Regions from separate parts of the Mus musculus genome. Here all the other regions are linked to region 2. Evidence: chromatin contacts called from public promoter capture Hi-C data. All regions are on one chromosome and are shown on one strand. The core of a region is the stretch at or near the end of the contact, and the rest is flanking DNA. Distances in the headings are between cores, read along the strand shown. Region 1 holds the start of Zfp26 (zinc finger protein 26). Region 2 holds the start of Cep295 (centrosomal protein 295). Region 3 holds the start of Zfp426 (zinc finger protein 426).

What was found. Promoter capture Hi-C pulls out the DNA fragments that hold promoters and counts their contacts.
Region 1: a contact with region 2 is called in a promoter capture Hi-C map of cranial neural crest. The contact joins the promoter of Zfp26 here to the promoter of Cep295 in region 2. A contact is called at or near these places in 2 of 39 promoter capture datasets (cranial neural crest and maxillary cranial neural crest).
Region 3: a promoter capture Hi-C map of cranial neural crest shows a contact between it and region 2. The contact joins the promoter of Zfp426 here to the promoter of Cep295 in region 2. A contact is called at or near these places in 2 of 39 promoter capture datasets (cranial neural crest and frontonasal cranial neural crest) and 1 of 484 Hi-C or Micro-C datasets (cortical neurons).

Annotation. Positions count from the first base shown.
Region 1 is chr9:20,458,351-20,462,152 of GRCm38.p6, reverse strand. It overlaps Zfp26 (zinc finger protein 26), which reads left to right and starts at 1,993. Exons shown (of 10, transcript NM_011753.3): 1 at 1,993-2,208; 2 at 2,492-2,606.
Region 2 is chr9:15,355,531-15,359,462 of GRCm38.p6, reverse strand. Cep295 (centrosomal protein 295) reads left to right here and starts at 1,675. Exons shown (of 27, transcript NM_176976.4): 1 at 1,675-1,837. The coding sequence starts at 1,720.
Region 3 is chr9:20,490,138-20,494,073 of GRCm38.p6, reverse strand. It overlaps Zfp426 (zinc finger protein 426), which reads left to right and starts at 1,328. Exons shown (of 9, transcript NM_001110309.1): 1 at 1,328-1,376; 2 at 1,623-1,688.

The DNA of each region.
Region 1 (3,802 bases), core at 744-3,243, 5.1 Mb before region 2:
ACAACAACAACAAACAAACAAACATGGGAGGGAGAAGAAGGTACTTTTCTGTGAGTTTGAAGTCAGCTTCCTTTACATAGTGAACTCCCAGGACAGCCAGAGCTACATAATAGAGAGACCCTGCCTCAAACAGCCTCCCCAACTAAGAGAGAGAGAGAGAGAGAGAGAGAGAGAGAGAGAGAGAGAGAGAGAGAGAGAGAGAGAGAACATAAAAACTAAGACTTGTAAACTTGTAAGTATGTTGCCAAGCTTAATGATCTGGGTTTGATTCTCAAGACCCACGTAGTGAAAGGAGAGAATCGATGCCTGTAAGTTATTCTCTGACCTCCATAGTGTACCAAGGCACATGTGTCCATGAACACACAAAACATAGAAATGCAATAAAAGCTAAAAAGTATTTAGCAAGGTTTCCTGCAAAATCCCTAGTAAAAAAAAGGCCAAATGCATTTGCATATTTCCAACTGAAGTAAGCTGCTGGGTGGGCCACCTCTAGACTAAGAATGGCACAGAGTTCAACTGTGACTTACAGATGTTCCATCGTGGGCATCAGTGAGCAAATCCTGCAAGGGCCCCAGGTCTTATTTCAGATACTCAGGGCTAGCATCCAAGGCTAGCTCATTGTCACAACTCACCAAGACATTCAAAACCAATCTCAGGATATCTGTCTGCCAACAATTAAAGGTGGTGACAGACAGGCTAAGTCACAGAACACACACACACACACACATGCACACACACACAGAGGAAAGGAATACTGCATGGCCACTTTCATTCCTGGAGCAAACATAATATGAAGGTATAAAGCTCTTCTAGAGGGCCAGGGCTCATGCACACACACACACAGACACACACACACACACACACACACACACACACACACCCCTTTGTTTTTGTTGTTGGTCTCCTCCTCTTTCTTCTCTTCTTCCACAGGGTATCTCTATATACCAGCCCCTGGCTGTCCTAGAATTCACTTTGTAGAGTTGGCTAGCCTCAAAATCACAGATATTCGCTGGCTTCTGCCTCCTTAGTGCTAGATCAGTAGAGGACACAAAGTTTTATAGGAAAGAGATAGTACACAATCACAAGATACTGGTGTGGGCTTCTATAGGGCATCCCATTTAAGTATATCTTCAATGCATACACACACACACACACACACACACACACATATAAAATCTTGTGACTTTCTAAGTTATATTTCTCAAAGGATATAATTTATAAGGTTTAAAGATTAAGCATAGCTTAAAATTTAAATAACATTTAAAATTAAGTACAATATATTAACTTAATTTTTACTCTTACTGTTTACTCTTAATGAATATGTTTGTAAATGAAATTGTAAGATGGTTTTGTGAAGTACATTGTTCAGATTTAGGGTTGAGAGGAATGCTAATATAGTAAAATTCAAGACTATTGACATTTTGGCCCTAAGTAAGTAGAATTTGTCGCCTTACTATTTTCATTTTGTTTTGAGATGAGTTTTCACTTTGCAGTCCTGGCTGGCTTGAAACTTATTTTGTGGATCTAGCAGTCCTCGAATCAAGAAGATTGCCTGTCTCTGCCTCTGCGTGCTGTGATTGCAGGGGTGTGCTGCCATGCACTGATATTTGCTTTTAACATCTTATTTGAGATATCTTTATGAAAACACACATTTTTTCCCTCTGTATATGCAATTTTTGGCTGTATCAGTTGTGTTCACATTTTAAATTTTTCATCAGAAAGTCTCAGGGTGTGAGGCTTTCTTTTTTCATGTCCTCTTCATTTTCCCCATCTTTCTAGCTCGTTTCACTACCAACGATTAGAATTTAGCATGGTATCCAGAGAGTAAAGACTGAAGTGGTTAAATGGAAGCTATAGGCTGGTTCACAGACCTGGCAGTGCATCTGCCCAGGAAGTACAGGAACCAAGAGGAGGTAGGGAAGGAAAGGTTTGTGAGCCTCCTGAGACCCCGTACTTCCCGGTGTGTGTTTAACTTTGCACTGGGATTGGCCAATCGAGAAGGCCGTTCTCGCTCAGAAATCTTGTTCAAACTTCAATTTCATTCTTTGACTGGGCTTTTAACCTCCGCTTCAGAATCAATCGGCATCCAATTCCGGGGAACCGAAATTTCAATTCCGGAAGGACTCGGACACGGTAAACGGAAGTGAACCGCAGCTCGCCTCCGTCTCTTCCGGTGTGGCTTCGTGCGGCCCCCTTCTCTTTTTCTCGGTAGTAGCAGGCCGGCTGGGCGGGTTCTGGTGAGGCTAGGTAAGGGGATGGGCGGTGGCGGAGGTGGGGAGTGAGGCCTGGGTGTGGCCTCCATGGCGACTCCGCTGGTTCCCAGGCCGCGAGTCTCGCCCCGTTGCTTCTCAGAGGCTAGGGCCCTGCACTTCTCAGGTCCCGGCCGGGGGCCATTTCATCGGAACGATATTTGAGCTCCCCGTGCCTTCGAATGTAGCCCTTGCTGCCTCGAACGCCTTTAAGGTAATCGTACAAAATTTTTGCCTTCCAGAAAGAAGGATTTCGGCCGTTGGAATCTGTCTTCGCGCCCCATCGCTCCAGGAACCTGGCCATCCCGCTTCATTGTGAGCAGTGGGTGGAATTTGATGGAGCAGGAAAGTCCCAGGGTGAGGAGCTTCTGTCCGTTCTCATTTCCTCCACAGTCTCTCTCACTATCAACTATTAGAATTTAGTTGCTTTCGTGGAAACCGATGCATTTCATTAGTTCTTTCTGTTTCTCTCTCTCTCTCCCTCCCTTCTTCCCTCCATCCCTCTCTTGCACTCTCCCTTTCTCCTCTCCCCTCTCTCTCTCTCCCCCAAACCTCATGCATCCATTTTGAGAAAGTGTTAAATGCTCAGGCCATGCATATTTATCTGTTTGCAGACCACAAACCATCCCTTACCCCTTCCCTTCATCCCAACAATAAAGTATTAACAAGGGAAAAATAGGGAGTTTGGCACTCAAGGGATGGCTCATGAAAAACTGAAACTTGGGACTGGAGAGATGGATTAGTGATTAAGAGACCACATGTCATTTCTAGAGGATCAGATTTTAGTTCCCAGCACCCATGTTAGTGGCGTGTAACAGCCTGTAATTCCAGCTATCTGGGAATGGGGAGACCAGAGTCTCTAGGCACTTGCAGTCATGTGCGCCCCCCCCCCCTTAAATAAATAATAGAACTCTGTTAAGGAATGGGTGAGGCTTTATTTGATATGTTATTTCTCCACTGGTGAAATGAGCCAATTCAAGCCAGATTAGAATATTAGAGCAGGTTTATTGGGACGCTGCTCTCTGGTGAGTACATTGGCCCCAAGGATAGAGGCCGGGGAAGTCATTGTGTGGAGTGGGGATTGGGGGGTGGGCAGGAGAAAAGGCATCTGTGGGCAGAGAAAGAAAGTGGGGGGGGGGGGGAGGGAAGGAGAGAGAGAGAGAAAGAGAGAAAGAAAACACAAGAAAGGGGAGACCAAAGTGTTTGGTTTATATAGGGAAGAGCCTTTGTGGGAAGGGCAGCCCAGTCCCTGGCCTGGAAAGTTCAGGGTTGGGCAGGGAATGCCAGGTAGGAACTGAGGGATTCTGGGAGAACCTGGAGGCCAGGTCTGCTTTGGTGTGTATGATATGTACCTCAGTCCCTTGTCTCCGTCTGAAGCCAAACAGTATTTTTCTAAAGTCGTATGATATTTGAACATAATGCTTTTCTCCTGGTTGGGTAGCATGTTTCAGGAAAACTTAAAATTTTTACCTTTTGTTTAATTGCAGGAAAAAATGGGTTTCATTATATGTTCATGCATGCACATTGTATATTTCGATCGTGTACTCTGTTGC
Region 2 (3,932 bases), core at 426-2,925:
CTTAATCGTTGGGTCTCCATGGACCATGGGAAGAGGGCAGGCCAAGTATAACTAAGGACACCACAGTGGATTAAGCTGCCCACAGCATCTCTCATAGAGATAACTTCCTCCTAACTTGAATTGGGCTGGCCCTCGTATATAACCAATAAAATGCGGCAATTTTTTAAAAATTTTATTTTTATTGAATATTTTCTTTAAATTTCCAATGTTATCTCCTTTCCCAGTCCTCCCACCCCCGAAAACCCCTATCTCATCCTCCATCCCCCTGCTTCTATGAGAGTGTTCCCCCACAATGTATAGGCTGACACTCTCTCACCCTACTGAGCTTGCTCTGATCCCTCCTGGTTTCCTATTCAAAACAGAACATGTCTCAAGCTCAGATTTCCACTTGAGTACTTTCTGCCCAAGACGCCAGCTGGGTAGAGCTGTCCAGTCATCAGGTCAGCAAATGACAGAGGGGTGTCAGGCAACTGAACCAAAAGTGCTTGCTACACCTCTTCTTCCAGACTTGCGACCAAGTGAACATGCCTCTGCTGGGAATGGTGCATGAGTTTAATGCAGATGGATCTCCTTATGGCAAGGCCTGAGGAGTTGGGTCCCCACATGGCAAAGACCTATGGGATATTGGAACAGAATCTCCTGGCCTTTCCCCAAGGAATGCTTGGTTCGCTTTTGCCTTGCATTTGTGTGTTTGACTTTGTTATTGGAAGTATTTGCTTTTACTTTGTTTGTGACAGATGTTTCTCTAGAATCAGAAAGTTTGGACTGTGATTCATTCCTATTTGTCTCTGAGGCCATGAAAGTGGAATAGACCACTACTCCTGTGTTTGTTAATAATGATGCGGTTGGTCAACAAGAGGGCCTAGTCTGTGTACACCAGCTAACATCCAGATGTTCTCTCCTTATGGTTACTTAGTTCCAACAATTTGCCCTACAGTGCTGTTCCAAACAATAGTTACATGGGTATTAAAAGCTTAAGAAGGTCTTTCTGGATTGTTGGTTCCAAGACTTAACAGGAATATTCAGAGGTTACACCAAGCAAGGATGAGCAACTGACTCGGTTTACTAATTTGCCCTGGGCACTAGAGGAATGAGATTTCCTAAGGGGACAGGCTAGGTGTCAATAATTAAATCAGAATTTCTCGGGTATGTAGTTTATCGCCTCTCTGTACTGTATCCTCAATTGGTTATGTATCAATGTGCTGGGTTAGATATTAGCCACGTGCTCAATCTATATTTCATCTTTCTTGATACTGTTCATGGGTTAGCAGGAAACCGTGGCGACTGAGAAGGAAGTACAGTGTGCACTTGGTTGAACATAGGAAGTTCTTAAAAGAGACGTGGAAAACTAGATGTATAAATAAAGGTAGTCTGAGTTGTCTCGGTGTCAGAGTATAGTATGTGAACTGCACTTCCTGGTCCAAGTCTTCCGCCGATTCCACACATCCTCCTTCATGTTCTGAACCCGACCCAGGATTGACTGCCGGCGACAAAACACCACAGAGCAAGTGGGACAAGACCCTGACAGTTGAGAGGGATAATGGCCCGTTGCGCAAGCTGCGCGTGCGTGCGTGCGTGCGTGCACGTGGGCGGGGCTGCGCGTGCGCCGAGCTGGAGGTGGGCGGGGGCTTGGCACGGCGCGGCCTTCCGGGCGGCCCCTGCGGAGGCGGTCCTAAGCTGGTTCCCGCCGTCCGATCCCGCCATTGGCGGGCCGTTTGAATGACGGAAGTGACGAGAGCCGGGTCATGGCTGTCCCGCAGGTACCCAAACGGCTGCTGGGTAGCCGGCCGGGTGCGGGTGCCTGTGTGTCGTGAGGCCAGACCACACACGCTGTCAGGTGAGTGACGGAGGCCCGCCAGGGTTCTTCTGGCTGGCCGCGAGCAGGCTGGCGAACCTTCCGGCCCTTTAAACCGCCCCGAGGCCGGCCCTACAGAGAGCTCGGCCTTTCTGAGGCATCCGCCACCCGTAGCTCTTCTGGTACTCTTCCTACACTCAAGCTATGAAAAAAATGGCAGTCTCATTCGAGAGTGTTAGTTCACCCTGTAATCCCAGCACATGCAAGGCAGTGCTGAGGCAGGAGAAATGCCTCGTGTTCAAGACCAGCCTAGGCAATAAACCCTACAGCAGCGAATGGTTGTCGTCAGTCTTACATTAGAATGTGTTCGGCGGTTGGGTAGTAATTAAGCCACACGTACATATAGTACAGCCACGTGTGGTGGCTATTACCCCCTTACACGGAATAAAGTTAACAAGGCCCAAGGGATTTGAAACTTGGCTTCTGCCTTTTGCTAATGAATGGCTCTTGCATCCACATCTATTAATTTTTTGGTTACTGTGTGTCAGATACTGCCTAATCCTTAGAAGGAAATCTATCAAGATAAGCCCTACTGTGTCCATCATTATTGGACACTTAAAACACAGAACTTGAAGAGTCCACATGGGTAGAAATGACTAGTGAACAAGCCAGGTAACAGGATTCTACTTAATAGATGCAGGAGGAATACTTGTCTCCTATGGAGGACAACTTAAAATGTTCCTCTCTTGGAGCCTCAACCATCCTCAGGAGTATTTTCTTAAGAATTCAGTGGAGTGTATTGGAAAAGGCTTTTTTTGTTTTGTTTTGTTTTCCGAGACAGGGTTTCTCTGTGTAGCCCTGGCTGTCCTGGAACTCACTCTGTAGACCAGGCTGGCCTCAAACTCAGAAATCCACCTGCCTCTGCCTCCCGAGTGCGGAAAAGGTTTTCAATTCAAGCAATTACTACTGTTTGACATTTGTTCTTCGATGAAGTCATGACTGGGTCTGCCATGTAGTACTGTATATGGATTAGTCACTTTCTCGTTCAGTCCACGCTGAATTATTTATAAGATGCAAGACAGTTTTTTAGACAAAAGAGATGAGGTGATGAATAAGATCATACTTGTCCTGACCACAATTGTGATAAAGAATTCTCTGTGAAAAGGAATGGTTTCAAGCTGGGCATGGTGGCGCACGCCTTTAATCCCAGCACTCGGGAGGCAGAGGCAGGCGGATTTCTGAGTTTGAGGCCAGCCTAGTCTACAGAGTGAGTTCCAGGACAGCCAGGGCTATACAGAGAAACCCTGTCTCAAAAAAAGAAAAAAAAAGGGGGTGGGGGTGTAGTTTCTACCAGGTGACCCAAGCAGCTCATTGAAACAGTATTTTTAAGTTGTTATATTTGAGCATTAAGAGTTTTTAAAACTATAGCTACTATCACTCAGTTATTAAGACCCTGTCTACAAAAGACGAGTAATAATGAAAAGCTAAAGGAAAAGCTATCCCTATATGAATATAAATAGTCTCTAGTCTAGGTGAGATGCATATGTGAAGGTCATTCATAGAGGACAGCTCCTTAGCAGCATCTGAGCTCAAGCTAGCAGTAAATATCCAGTAATACATTTGCCTGCCTCATCACTGTAAAGAGACCAGGGAGATGTGCACTCATCTCAGTTAAGATCGTGGCATGCTGTGCTAGGAACAGGTTGATAGCAGAATTACTTGGAAAGAGTTTCAAATGACACCAGTTTTCACAGAGCACATTCCTCTAGATAGGAGCATGTTAAAGAAAACTCTTAAGTTCTAGAGAAGAGGAGTGGGATTGTAGTGCAGTGGAAACATGAGCATGTATGTGCAAAGCCTGGAGTTCCATCCCAGCACTGCAGAGACAGGAGGAAGGTCTAAGGGGGATATCAGCAGCACCCAGCCTTAGCAATAGAAGAGGAGACCCAGGAATCTAAGTACTTAAGCCATTATAATTATCCCATAGGGATTTTTAAAAATGGTCATCCAAAAAAAAGTATCCTGTTAACTTTTATATCTCCTTGACACAGGTTAGAGTCACTGAGAGAACATTCAATTAAAACATGCTTACATAACATCTGCCTATAGTCATATCTGTAATACAATTTCTTGATAA
Region 3 (3,936 bases), core at 79-2,578, 5.1 Mb before region 2:
AAAATTTTTTTTTTTTTTTGCCAGCTGGGCAACATGACCCTGGGTCAGATCTATTTGAAAAGAACAACACTGGTGTACTTAAATAATCTTGGCAATATTTTTGTGTAAATAACCCATCTGACCAAGTGGCTAGACTTGTAGTCTCCTGTCTCTTAAATTGTTCAAAGTCTAATCAGGGGCTGGGACCTAGAGGTTTTAAGGATGAGTGTGTGTAAAATGCCTAACTCTAAGGTATATATAATTACATTTGAGGTCAACTCATATTTGGCCATGTGCTTTAGTAAAGAGCTTTTCCTTGAGCTCTAAGTGTGCAGTAAGAAAGTCTGCCTTTTCACTGAGAAGTCATACTGGCATATTGTTTCTGAAGCAACGCAAGCCCCTGGTTGAGCAAGTTCATGGCAGAGAGGGTAAATGGGTCTCTTGACAAACTGATCTTGCATCCTGTAATAGATCAGGGCCATAAATGCTTTTACTTTCGTCAGAAAGTGATTATAGCTTCATTTCTCTTTGACTCGCATTGACCAACAGATGTCAGCAGAATTCAGCCTAGTAACATTACAGTTTTCAGCCTCTCAACTGTTGCGTGGTTAAACTGGCTCTTCATTCATGTTATTAGGGACCATCAGTAACCAGGAGTGTCGAATCTGAGTGACTGGGCATTTTTCCTGTGACTTGAGATGACAAAAACCCGGATTTGAGCTTACTGTTTGCTTAGGGCATTCAATAGAACCGGGGACTTGGGAAAACAGTTGCTGGGAAAGATGCAGATACGCGGTTAAGACGAGTTCAAGACCCACCCAGTAACTACTTCAGGATTCTCAGTCAGAAACCCAGTTATTTCCATTGGGCTCCTGAGGCTGGTGGAATGGGCTTAGGTAGGGTAAATCTGTTGAAGCACCCTTTATGGTCGCAGCCTACGAAATACAATTTCAACATCTTGAGAGGTCTAGATGATTACGGAAGCGAGACTGCCTTCTGTTTCCTACTGGACTAGGGTGCACTAGAAAGCAAGGGTTCTAAGAATGCAGCGATGGCAGGCAAAAAAATTTCCTGAGCGGACGCTGGGTACCCACAAGAAACCCTGTGGTTAAAGGACTTACTGGTCCTGGCACCACCGTTGCCCGGCTCACAGCCTGGATTCTAATTCTGTCTTGTCCTGGAGACCAGCGTCGGCCTCCAGCTCCCGCGGTGAAGCCCTTACAGCCCCTCCGCCCTGACACTGCGGAGAAACTAGAAATCTGACAGGAATTCAACCGAGGTAGACTCCCGGGCCTGGCTCTGCAGCAGACCGAGCGCGAGCGGAAGTGACGTCATGCCCGCGCCCGTCTCTTCCGGCTCTTATCTGCACTGAAGAGTTGCGGAGTTGCCTGGCATTCGTGAGTTCTGCGGTACAAGGACTACCTGGAGGCGGAGGGGGAGATAGAGAACGAGAGTGCAGAGCTCTGCTCCGCTTGCCACGGCGCCTCCGGGCGCGGCCAAGCCTGAGTCCTCTCTGGCTGTCAGTCGCCAGGCTGGGGAAGTGCCCAGAGGGCGGGCCTGGCGATGGCTGCGGCTACGATGCTGCTCTTCAAAAGCCGCCCAAGCAAATTCTGTGCGAAAGGCTCTTTTATTTTTCTCCTCAGAAATGAAATTTTGCCGGAGTAGTTGGAGTGATCAGCGCCATACACCTTGCGATTTCAGCGCCTCTGGTGAGCACTCAGTGAAAGGTCGCTTTTGGAAAAAGCCGTATTCCCTTTTAAAAAAATATTAGAGACGAATGTCGGGGTGAGAACTTAATTCATATTGTTAGATTGTACTTTATTTAGTGAGTGCGTGTTTTATTTTGACCATTAGTTTCAGATACAGAGACAAATTTCTTAGTTACTTCGAATGTACGTCTTTCTTGAGAGAATATAAACATTGGTAGACCTCCAGCCCATTCATAAAAACCTAGCGGGCAAGCCTTTACTCACGGCACACAGGTGGCAAAAGGATTTCTGTGAGTTCTTGGCTAGTCTGGTGTACAAAATGAGTTCCAGGCCAACCAGTGCTACGTGGTGAAATACTGTATTTATTAAAAAACAAACAAGCAAAAACCTAACAAACAATAATAGTGAGCTTTTTTCCACCTCCAAAGTTCCTAGGCCTGTGTTTGTTTCCTCATCCCTTTATCTCTCTGTGCTAGTGGTCCATTCAGGGCCTTGTGCGTGATACACATACTTTTCTCTTCGTTCTTAGATCTGTTCATCACTAAACTGCTTGGAGCTCACAGAAGAAATGTGGAAAGCTAGATTATTAAAAATCATAGAATTAACTATTAAGAAGATTGATAAATTAGTGTTCTCTCCCCAACAATCCCCCCCCCCCCATTTCTCTTTTTAAAAAAAACTTAGACGTACTAGCATATTTGATGGTCCAGTATCTGTTATGCTGCAGTCACCTCTTGCAGCAGTCCGTGTCTACTCTTTCCCCAGCAAGATATATTGTATGGTGACTTGTTTGCTAAGATGTAAACTGAAAATAAAGGGCAACATGGTAGCACATAGCAGTGATCTCAGGAGTTGGAGCAATAGGAACATGATTTCTTTTCTTTTCTTTCTTTCTTTTTTTAGATTTATTTATTTTATATATGTGACCACACTGTCACTGTCTTCAGACACACCAGAAGAGGGCATCAGATCTCATTGTAGATGGTTGTGAGCCACCATGTGGTTGCTGGGATATGAACTCAGGACCTCTGGAAAAGCAGCCAGTGCTCTTAACCACTGAGCCATCTCTCCAGCCCCAGAACATGATTTCTATGCCAGGATAGTTACATAGTTTCAGGCCAGTCCAGTCTGCATAGTTATACCCCTATCTCCGAATAAACAATAATAGATACAACACTTGACTGTTAAATACTTGGTAATGTACCACCTAGATTAGGACATTGTCTTACTGAAAGCAAAATATTATTAGATTCAATCAAGAAAATTAAAGAATAGAGTTATTTGGGTATTCAGCTCAGTTGATAGAGTGTTTGTGTGTTATCCACAGACCCCTAGGTTCAGTTCCTAGTACCACATAAACTGAGTGCAGTAGCTCACTTGATTTTGATCCCAGCTCTCTGCGGATAGAAGCTGGAGCATTAGGAGTTCAGGGTCAGCCTCGGTCACATAGTAGGTTGTAGGCCAGCCTGAACCACATGATCTTGTCTTTACAAAAGAAAAGAAGGAAATCAAGAACTGGCTGAGGATATAGCTCAGGAATAGAATACTTGCCTACCATGTATGAAGCCCCAGTTCAATTCCCAGCACCACAAAAATACATACATACATACATACATAAAATGATGCATGTGATATCTGATCTATAAACATTCAGAATTCTCCACATTGTTTTAAAAAGCGGCAACAAGCTTCTGGATGTTTGGAGGTATGTGATCCTTTCAAGCTTTCTATATTGTGCTGGGCTTGGTGGCAGATACCTGCAGTCCCAAGAACTGAGAGGTAAGGTCGTGTGCTCTAGGTTAGAGGACACGTGCATTTTATTTTGACATACACTAATTTTTTTTCTCTTTCCCCTGCTCTCTCAATTTCCCCTGGTCTAGCAATTTATTTACAACTTATTCTGGGGAAAATAAGAAACAGATTTTTAGTTGTAACTGCAAGGCATTTGTTTTGGAAAAGGGAAATCACTTGGCCACTTCATGGTAAATACTCAGCTGTATTCTCAGAAGCAGTAGTTGCATGGGTGACACACCTGGAATCCCAGGACTTGGGAACTGAGGCAGAGAAATCATTGAGTGATATAAATCTGTAATCCCAGTGCCTGGGAAAGTGAAGCAGACAACCACAAGTTGGAGGCCACCAGCATGACACAGTGAGAGTCTGTGTTTGAATTTATATTATTTTGGGGTGATATTTTATGAGTTATTTAAGTTTTTGCTTTGTCATCTTATTCTGGTAAATAGCTGTT